Linked DNA regions of Hordeum vulgare: region 1 is linked to region 2. A link is a contact called in public Hi-C data. All regions are on one chromosome and are shown on one strand. Each heading gives the region's core, a stretch centred on a gene start, on an enhancer-like site or on the middle of the called end of the contact. The rest is flanking DNA. Distances are from core to core; before and after follow the strand shown.

Evidence for each region. Hi-C and Micro-C count contacts between places; a contact is called where the count stands out from the background.
Region 1: a contact with region 2 is called in a Hi-C map of seedling, with 3 times the contacts expected there. The contact joins the promoter of LOC123430685 here to the promoter of LOC123427559 in region 2. A contact is called at or near these places in 2 of 6 Hi-C or Micro-C datasets (leaf and seedling) and 1 of 1 datasets of contacts at active chromatin or transcription factors (embryo).

What each region holds. Positions count from the first base shown.
Region 1 is chr2H:595,445,319-595,450,447 of MorexV3_pseudomolecules_assembly, reverse strand. LOC123430685 reads left to right here and starts at 3,422. Exons shown (of 1, transcript XM_045114532.1): 1 at 3,422-5,129. The coding sequence starts at 3,715.
Region 2 is chr2H:595,227,472-595,232,976 of MorexV3_pseudomolecules_assembly, reverse strand. It overlaps LOC123427559 (protein TRIGALACTOSYLDIACYLGLYCEROL 1, chloroplastic), which reads left to right and starts at 2,171. Exons shown (of 1, transcript XM_045111639.1): 1 at 2,171-3,584. The coding sequence starts at 2,293. The coding sequence ends at 3,318.

The DNA of each region.
Region 1 (5,129 bases), core at 2,173-4,672, 220 kb before region 2:
GATGATTAACATTTTCCAATAATTTTGTTTGATGACTACTTTGTCATACACATTTTACATTATTGGTATAACCCAGAATATTTTTTTAATACACGGTTACCATTTTTGAAACATATGGATAATGATTTTTGTACATGATCAGCATTTTTTATATTTTTATTTTTATGATTAATTCATTTAATACACGTTCCACATTTTTTATAATCATCAGGAGCATTTCTTATACGTGTTTAACATTTCTAAATAGACGATTAACAAGTTTTTTCAACTGCATGATTAATATTTTGTATATTCATAAGAAACATCTTTACTATACACATTTATTTTAAAAATGCTATAATAATATTTTCAAATGTTTTATGTACTGTTTTCTGTATTATGTATATGTAATATTTGAAAGTATAAACGAAAGTAAAAAAAATGAAAACAAGGTTGTGCCTAACCCGTGAGCTGGGTCGGCCGAATCTCGTGCTCAGCCAACCAAGGCTGCCCTACATCTCGCGTCGAGTTGGAGATAGGCGTGCCCCTGCTTGAACGCCCATCAACACCGGAAGGAACTAGTTAGCGAGCGCTCCTTCGGTAGCCTCCCAGCGAGCATTCATACACGTCACCATTTGGCACGTTCTCAACCGCCTTCACGTGTCGCCCTCTGAGCACTTCCTCCGAATTTCTATTTTTTTTATTTTTTCGCACGCATTTTCGGCCTTTTAGATTGATTTATTTCATTTTTTTATGTTTCAGTTTTTCAACGTTCTTTTTTAGTATTTTTCATGAAAAAACATGTTTTTTATTTATTTTTCGTGAGAGGCGTGGTTTTGCTTTCGTGAAAGGCACGATTTTGTCTTCATGAGTGCCTTTTGGAAACGGAAAAAATATGTTTTCTATTTTTTTGCGAGAGACACGATTTTGCTTTCACGAGAGGTACGATTTTGCCTTCACGAGAGACACGGACATGCCTCTCGGAAAAGAAAAAAATGTATTTTCTGTGTTTATCAGCGAGAGGTACGATTTTTTTCACGAGAGACATGGTTTTATCTTCGTGAGAGGCACGACCGTGCCTGTGAAAAAGGAAAAAAAACGTATTTTTTTTTCCGAGAGGCACACCTTCAAGAATCTGAGTCAACATATCCCAGATTTATAAAGTCATTATAGACACCTTGCTGTTGCGAAAAGGTCGCTTACCGTTGAAGAATAAAAACTCTAAATCTTGACATAAATTCAAAAAATGCGTGCATGCATGCTATAGAAATTTAACCAGGTGAGCAGGTTTCACCACGAGGAATCTGACCATCTAAGCTACGGGCGCTCGGTTTGCCGCTTTCAACAGTTCAGACTAGTAATTATCATCTGGCTGGTACACCTTGCAAAGACATCAACAAATGGCATGTCTATGCGAGCCACTTGACGTCAGAAGAGGATTATATCTGCGTCACTTGGCACCACCGAAGATGTTGGGGAGTTTCTTGTGCCACGTATCAGAGGGACTGTGGAGGGTGTCATACGTGCTTGAATACATTTTTGAACAAATCCGTATTTATTGAAAAATATAATCAAACGGCATTTATTTTAAAACGAAAAGAGTACATTTATTTTTAAAAATATACCATTGTAATAGAACATTCGAGAATCTCGGGCGAGCTATCAATGCACAAAGAGGCACAAACATGTGTGCTTTAAAAAAAAAGATCAATGGGCATTCAAAAAATGCGTGCATGCATGCTATAGAAATTTAACCAGGTGAGCAGGTTTCACCACGAGGAATCTGACCATCTAAGCTACGGGCGCTCGGTTTGCCGCTTTCAACAGTTCAGACTAGTAATTATCATCTGGCTGGTACACCTTGCAAAGACATCAACAAATGGCATGTCTATGCGAGCCACTTGACGTCAGAAGAGGATTATATCTGCGTCACTTGGCACCACCGAAGATGTTGGGGAGTTTCTTGTGCCACGTATCAGAGGGACTGTGGAGGGTGTCATACGTGCTTGAATACATTTTTGAACAAATCCGTATTTATTGAAAAATATAATCAAACGGCATTTATTTTAAAACGAAAAGAGTACATTTATTTTAAAAAATATACCATTGTAATAGAACATTCGAGAATCTCGGGCAAGCTATCAATGCACAAAGAGGCACAAACATGTGTGCTTTAAAAAAAAAAGATCAATGGGCATTCAAAAAATGCGTGCATGCATGCTATAGAAATTTAACCAGGTGAGCAGGTTTCACCACGAGGAATCTGACCATCTAAGCTACGGGCGCTCGGTTTGCCGCTTTCAACAGTTCAGACTAGTAATTATCATCTGGCTGGTACACCTTGTAAAGACATCAACAAATGGCATGTCTATGCGAGCCACTTGACGTCAGAAGAGGATTATATCTGCGTCACTTGGCACCACCGAAGATGTTGGGGAGTTTCTTGTGCCACGTATCAGAGGGACTGTGGAGGGTGTCATACGTGCTTGAATACATTTTTGAACAAATCCGTATTTATTGAAAAATATAATCAAACGGCATTTATTTTAAAACGAAAAGAGTACATTTATTTTTAAAAATATACCATTGTAACAGAACATTCGAGAATCTCGGGCGAGCTATCAATGCACAAAGAGGCACAAACATGTGTGCTTTAAAAAAAAAAAAGATCAATGGGCACAAACATGCAACCCCGACGGGGTTCGAACCCTGGCCGCAGGATGAGCCACTGCCCAACCATGCCACTAGGCTACAGCCTAAGCCTCAATATGTGCGCTTTTCACTGTAGAGGAACAAAGGATTATTGCGCCTGACGGCCTGAGCGAGAGCACGGACAGAAAAGTCATTTTTTTTTTTGCGATGAAGAAAAGTCATGTACTGGAAGAGGGTAATCTGTAGACATGCTTGTTTTTAAAAGGAGTGGAACTGATTTTTTTTCTTTTGGTAAAGTTGGGTTTAGGGAATCTGCCATCTAGTATTTAACTTTCTAAAACTTATTTTAGTGATCTAAACACTGTTATACGGAGGAAGTATTTCTTTACGGAGTACTCCTTTCATCCGAAAATACTTGTTATAGAAATGAACGTATCTAGATGCATTTTGTTTATAGATACGTCCACTTTCATTTATTTTTATGATAAATAATTTCGGATGGAGGAAGTATTTTTCTTCTCAATGTCGGTTTTCAGAGATCTTTCCAGAGATGCCGTGAGGATAAACACCACCAACTCCAACGGATGGGCACGGTTCGTGGGCAAAACTGCCTCTTTGATCTCCTAAAAAAACGCTTGACCTCCCCCAGAACCAGCTGGTCTCCGATCAGGACGGAGAATATCTCCCCCCGTCACTGCCGTCACCGGACGGGACTGCCTCAGCGCCCATGAAAGCCAAACACTTGTCATCACTAGCCAGAGCGCTAACTTGTGTGTGCGGCTGCCATAGACCCTGGCCATGACAGCTATGTATAAACCTAGCTAACCTGTCCATAACAGCTTGCCGCGATCGTGCATGCATGGTTAACGAGGACGGACTGAACCGCTCGCACAGCAGCTCCCCGCCATAGGCGAGCTCTCTAATCGCATGTACATGTGTGAATCTCCATCGTCTCTGGTACTTAAGTGTTTGCGTTCCCAGGGTTGCACATAGCCATACTTTGACCCTTAACTTCTCCCCCCCACATGTTGACGCCGCGTGTTTCCCTAACACCGGCTGCATCTACTTGAGCGTCATGGCCAGATGCCGCCTCGTCCCCAGCCGCCACCGGCGGCGTACAAGCACTTCTGCAGAGTCTGCAACAAGGGGTTCACGTGCGGCAGCGCGCTCGGCGGGCACATGAGGGCTCACGCCGTCGCCGACGACGGCCCCGGCGCGGATGATGATGACGACGAGCCCGTGTCGTCCGCGCGCGGCGGGGAAGACGGGCCGTCCACGGCGGGAGCAGCGACGACGCACGTCTACGCGCTCCGGGCGAACCCTAACCGCCTCACCAGGGGCTGCCAGGTGTGCAGGAACTGCGGGAAGGAGTTCTCTTCGATGGAACTTTTCCTTGAGCACGGCAAGTGCACCTCCGGCGAAGAGGAGGACGCGAACGGCTCGCCGCCTCCGTCCGTGGCCGACGGAGATGAGGACCCGTCGCTAGCCTCAGGGTGGTCTAAGGGGAAGCGCTCGCGTCGCGCCAAGTCGATCGCTGGAGGAGGCGATGATACAATGCCCGGGACATCGACGGCGCCGCCTGGCGAGGACGAGGAGGAGGACCTGGCGAATTGCCTCGTCATGCTCTCGTCGTCCAAGGCCGACCAGGCCACCGTCGCCGCCGAGGGTAACCCTGAGCCGTGCGCGCCGGCCAGCAAAGAACACGGGAAAAGGCCTCATCAACAGCCGCAACCACCCTTCCCGATCGTCGTACCGGCGCCGGATCAAACGATGATGCTGCCTCTGGCTTTGCCAGCACCGCAACCGCAATACGCCTCGGCGCCCATGCCACGTGGCTTGTTCGAGTGCAAGGCATGCAAGAAGGTGTTCACGTCGCACCAAGCTCTCGGCGGCCACCGTGCCAGCCACAAGAAGGTCAAGGGCTGCTTCGCTGCCAAGCCCGAGAGCAGCATCGGTGAGCCACCTCACCACCACGCAGCGGCCGCCGGTCCCAGCGATGGAAAGGGAAATGCCGCCGCCGTCGATGTCATCCATGCAAGTGGCGGTGCTGATGCCAAGACAAACGTCGATGTCAGCACCGGTGGCAACACGAGCGGGGCCACCCCATCCCTATCAATGGCCATAACGACCACGGACCAGGAACCGCCGGACGCGGCGTTGGCCATTGCACCGTTCAAGAAGAAGGCGACCAAGATGCATGAGTGCTCCGTCTGCCACCGCCTCTTCGCCTCTGGTCAAGCGCTCGGAGGCCACAAGCGGTGCCACTGGCTCACCTCGGGCACAGGGGAACACGCCAACATCACATCCCTGACAGCAGAAGGCCTTGTCACCGCTGCTGGCCACCAGCTCACTCTCCGGCCACTGGTGGACGCTCCGGAGCCGGCGCTAGACCTCACCATCGCGTCCAACCCGTCGCCGGTGATGGCCAGCGCGAGGGTCGCCGAGGTCGGAACCAGCTCGCTGCACCTTGAGGCGCCGCCGTCGCTGTACCTCCAGCC
Region 2 (5,505 bases), core at 922-3,421:
AACCTCTTCACTCGACATGGACGAAGAGGAAGAAAACCGGTGTGGCCTACCTCCAACCACGCACCCTGTTTGAAGCCACCAAATTATTTTGCTCCTCAGTGCCGTTGATTGGAGTGCCACCGATGTGAGGGAAGAGCATAGACAAATTATTTGAAGGGCGCGGCGTCGTCCACATCACTGAACCGATGCCCCAGGGACAAACTGGGGCAACCCTTGCAACCCCCTGGAGTCGAATCACCGGGGTTCCAACCCCCAACCGTCTTCGAAGCGACGGATGAAGCAGGAAGGGACTTGCAACATCGTCGCTGAAGAAGAGGCAAAACGGTCGCCTCCCATATCTCTTTTCTAGAATTGCGAGGAGCGAACTGAATCCGTATTGGTGTCGGTAAGTCAATGATTGACTATTCAATTACATGCGATGGAGCGAACCAACATTTTTGCGATGTAGCGAACCAGCAATTGCAACGAGCGCACGCCATATACATGGGCCGACCGACGAGGGATGGCATGTGGGCGACCTTAAGCTTTTCCGGCGCTGAACGCGTCGAACGGGAACCCTCGGTTTGAGATGTCTGTCTTAATGAGTATCTTTTAAAACTGTTACTGACCGAGAGCGGCTAGTTGTCAAGCTCGTTTTCGAGAGCCTTCCAATAATCACTCTGAGGCGCCGCATTTGACGCCTTCTCAGGCGTCATCACCTGTCATGTTCAAAGTATTTTCTTTGCATTTTATTTTATTTTATTTTATTCACACATATTTTTGGCTTTTTAGGTGATTTTTTCAGTTTTATGATGTTTCGGTGTTTCATCGGTCTTCCTTGGCTTTTGAACGAACAATAATGAACAAAAAAGTGAAAAAATGCTTTTTTTTTCCTTTCTTGAAAATCATGACTTTTCTTCCGCGGCCATATCTCTTGAAGATAAAATAAAACATGTTTTTATTTATTTATTCATGAGAGGCACGATTTTGCTTCCGCAAGAGGCAAGTCGGTGCCACTCGAAAATGATAAAAATGTGTTTTCTATTTATTTTTCTTTCGCGAGAGGCACGGTTTTGCTTCTGCAAGAGACATGGCTGCGCCTCTCGAAAGAAAATTTGTTTCTGTTTTTTTTTTCACGAATGGCACGGTTTTACTTTCGCGGAAATGGGAAAAAATATTTTTTATTTCTTCCGCGAGAGGCATAGTTTTTTCATTGGTTTTTTTCTAAAAAAAATCGCTAAAACTCATCAACATGGGATCTAGTTTCGAAGACCTGGACGCAGGGAATCCAACGGTGAAGATGGTTTGAGATTTGAATGCACTGTGTAAAAGATAAACATTTAAAAATAACGAATCGATGAAAAAAAAGAAAACTTATAGATTGTAACAAGTGACGGACATGCAGTGCGCTACTTGTGGAAGCATGAGAAGGTGAGGGATGATCTTTAAAAGAGTACTCTTTAATTAGACCCCGTTCGGAGTCCCTCTGCTCCACGACTCTGTTCCCGGAGCGACGGAGCTGTAGTTAAAATTCGTGGAACGGCTACATGGGTGCTTTGTAAATTTATAAATTTTAAAGAGCTGGTGGATTATCGAAGGAGTCCTTTGTTTTTTTTCTTTGAGGCAAATGAGTCCTTAGTATTTTGTTAGTGATCGGACCGTCTGTTGGAAGGTGTCCTTAGGAATTTTTGCGGTAGACGTGTAACCATCCCATCAAAAACCTTGACGTTAGGTTGTTATATCTTATATATCACTAGCAAAATAGCCCGTGCGTTGCAACGGGAGAAAAAAATACCACACACTTTTAAACTTTTTATAATTATTTTGATTTATTAAAATAATAAACTAACTAACTAATGTAGTTAGTCCTATCCTATTTTGTTGAAAAATCAATCCGTCCATTGTTAATTTCATCATAATGAGAAATTGAAGCGCGAGTTGAATAACAAAAATTACAGGGGCTTTTTTATAAAAATGACGTGGTGGGTTTTCCGACGAAAACAATAGCCGCTTTATTATTAAAAATAAATCTTATACTTATATTATATATCATTATGAAGCCTGATGGTAAGAGAAGGGTCAAATTTTAATTTTTTTATACCGAAATTTAACCTGTGCCGGGCCGCATGACCGGGTTAAAGCCTTTAGCGGGATTACTTGTCCAGCCCATTAGTGCCTTTATTGTGGGCCAGCAGAGACTCCTTCCTCCCCACCGATACGGTCATTCCCCATCGCTTCCCACCCACTCCAACGCGGCCACCGCGACCACCACTGTCCCGATCTCCGGCCACCGCCACCACCGCCACCGACACCATGTCGTCCACCACGGCAGGGGGCGCCCTCCTCCTCCGCCCCACCTCCGTCACGACGAACCCTCTCCTCCGCCTCGCCATCCCCTGCCCCAAATCCCACCTCCTCCGCCTCCACTCTTCACGCCGCCGCCTGCCCGTCCTCCGCCTCCCCCTGACGCCCCACGCCACTGCCGGCAGCAATTCCGCGCCGTCGCCTTCCCCTCCGCCCCCGCCCCCCACGGCCCCACCCCCTCTGTTCTCCAACTGGACCCCGCCTCGCGCGATCTGGCGGGGGCTCTCGGCTCTGCTCCTCGCAGGGCAGGTCTTCCACCGCGTCCTCACGGGACGCGTCCACCGCCGCAACCTCCTCGCCCAGCTCCGCCGCGTGGGCCCCGGGAGCGCGGGGGTCTCGCTCCTCACCGCCGCCTTCGTCGGCATGGCCTTCACCATCCAGTTCGTGCGCGAGTTCACCCGCCTCGGCCTGCACCGCTCCGTTGGTGGCGTCCTTGCCCTGGCGCTCGCTCGCGAGCTCACCCCGGTCGTCACCGCTGTCGTCGCTGCCGGCCGAGTTGGCTCCGCCTTTGCCGCCGAGCTCGGCACCATGCAGGTGTCCGAGCAGACCGACACCCTCCGCGTCCTCGGCTCACAGCCCATCGATTACCTCGTGGTCCCCCGTGTCCTCGCGTGCGTGCTGGCGCTCCCTGTCCTCACGCTCATCAGCTTCGCCCTCGGGCTTGCTTCCTCAGCCTTCTTGGCCGACGCCGTCTTTGGTGTAAGCACCAGCATCATTCTGGAGTCAGCTCGCAAGGCGCTGCGCCCATGGGACTTGATCAGCGCCTTGATAAAATCTCAGGTGTTCGGTGCCATTATCGCGGTGGTCAGCTGTGCATGGGGTGTGACAACACACGGAGGAGCCAAGGGCGTTGGCGAGTCCACAACGTCTGCCGTGGTCATTTCCTTGGTTGGAATTTTCATTGCAGACTTCGCTCTTTCGTGCCTGTTCTTCCAGGCTGGTGCTGGTGATTCGCTCAAGCACGCGATGGGTTAAGGCAAGACCACGGCAGAGAATTTTTTGCGTCGTAGCAGCATAATTTAGTACTGTACATTGACCAAAGTGTAGTAGTGGATTCAAGGAGGCCTGCATTGCAGCATCGACCACACTCCAGGTGAATGAGTTATTTTTGTTGTGATGTCATTTGGAAGTAAATTATTATGCATTATGCACATTCTGCAAATTGTTGCTCAATTGTTTGCATCCGATTTGTGTAAATCTTGTCACCACTTGGAAATAGAAATAAAACTACATGTGTCCAAGCCGCACTTGCGAACAGAGATGTAAATCGTTTTAAGATCAGCTCAACCATTCAAGCAGCACTGCAAAATACAATTGTTTTTATTGATATATGGTGATCGATATTGTATATCAGTTACAATATTGTACTCCAGGAGAGCACATACATATTAGGTCTTATTAGTAGTAGTGGCAATTCCTTTCGAAGCTTTATTCATCCTTGGATGAGAAGAACTGCAGAAGTTTTGTTGACAGCTCTGGGAATATGCGAGTTGGATGATAGTCTTTGTCAAGGCAAACAAGGGTTCCTTTGGCTTCCAGCACGAGCTGTAAGGAGAATAAAAGGTGAGAGATACTCCCTCTGTACCTAAATAATTGTAGTTCGAGAAAACTAGTCTAGTTTTCCTCAACTACAATTATTTAGGTACAGAGGGGGAGTACATGACAATGCTCAGAAATATCAGTAGTTGATGACAGACCACGAATTTGAGTACCTTATGTTGGAACACTTTGCACATGCACAAGATTGATAGTAAAGCATACCTTATGATCTGGCAGTGTCTCAATTTTGTGCTCAAGGATCAATCTTACACCTTTGATTTGCCCGAGCTGCACCTTGACGACAAACCTGTCACCACTCTGGCAATGCGGGATAAACTTACTGAATTTTCCTTGTATGATATGGTATATCTGACGTAAATGTATCTTACTAGGGAAATCATGTCTATCTGAATTGATAAACCTTCTACTCCCTCTGTCCCAAAATTCTTTTCTTAAATTTGTTTAGATATGAATGTATCTAGTCACGTTTTAGTATTTAGATACATTCATTTCTGGACAAGCTTAAGACAAGAATTTCGGGACGGAGGGAGTATATATTAAATCCTTAAGGAACATTAGTTCAGTTTCAGCACCAGGAGTCTAAGTTCTCTATGGTATGCTGTGCTTTAGCAAAACGTACCCTTAAAGGTGCAATGTACTTTAGATGTACTTCTGAAAGAGGAGTGCACTGCCTTTGGATACCATCGAGTCTACACTAATTCCAAGGCTTTCCAATAGCTTGTCATGACCTGTTATATCATATATATAAATCATGTGAATTTGGAATGATCCGCAGTAGTTCTTGAAAATTGACATGGCTAACCATTTCGAATGTAACTACTGTAGATAGCATTGTTGACAACACCATATTTGTCGAGTTCTGTGTCATGAACTTTCATCTCAATTTCGAAATATTTGTCCTTCCTAATATAGCAAGTATTAGCAAATATACCGACATAATATCATGGTTATGATGAAATAGCAGGAGGGATGGTTTCAGAGAACTTTAAGCTGTATTCCTGGTTTCTGTTCGCAGTAGCCACAACTTGTAGGTGGCTGGTTGCTCTAGGAGCAGCCTTGACCTGGTGCTGTTGGGGATATGCTTGGCCAAAGGACATCACAATTTGGCAGTAATTGGATCCCCCTCCACCAGCAGTGTATACCCGCCGTGGATGTTGAGGGAACTGGTGGGTGGCAAGAGGAATGAGGGCACCTATCTGCTGCATTGTGGACACCCATGATGTTTGTTATTGGTGGCAATGCTGCTACTTATAGGGATTATTATGATCTAAGAAGGCACCTGATTCTTCAACATTTTCCATAGACTTCCAGTAAGTCTGATTTGTGAGCGTACACCTCTACTCTACATTTCTACACAAATGTGCTGGTGATATTATTTGGCCTGCAAAGGACATTGACTTCTGAAATTGGTGTTTGAACTGTTGAGTGTGAGTACGGTTACAGCATATGGTACAGCTGATCTGGTTTAGTTCAGTATATGGTACAGCTGGTCTGATTGTGCGCTCAAGATATCCGTTGGCCTGCAAAGCGGATTAACTTCCGAATTTTAGCTTTGAGCCTGTGAGTGGCTAGTGGCTACACATGTCAGGTCGTCATATCATT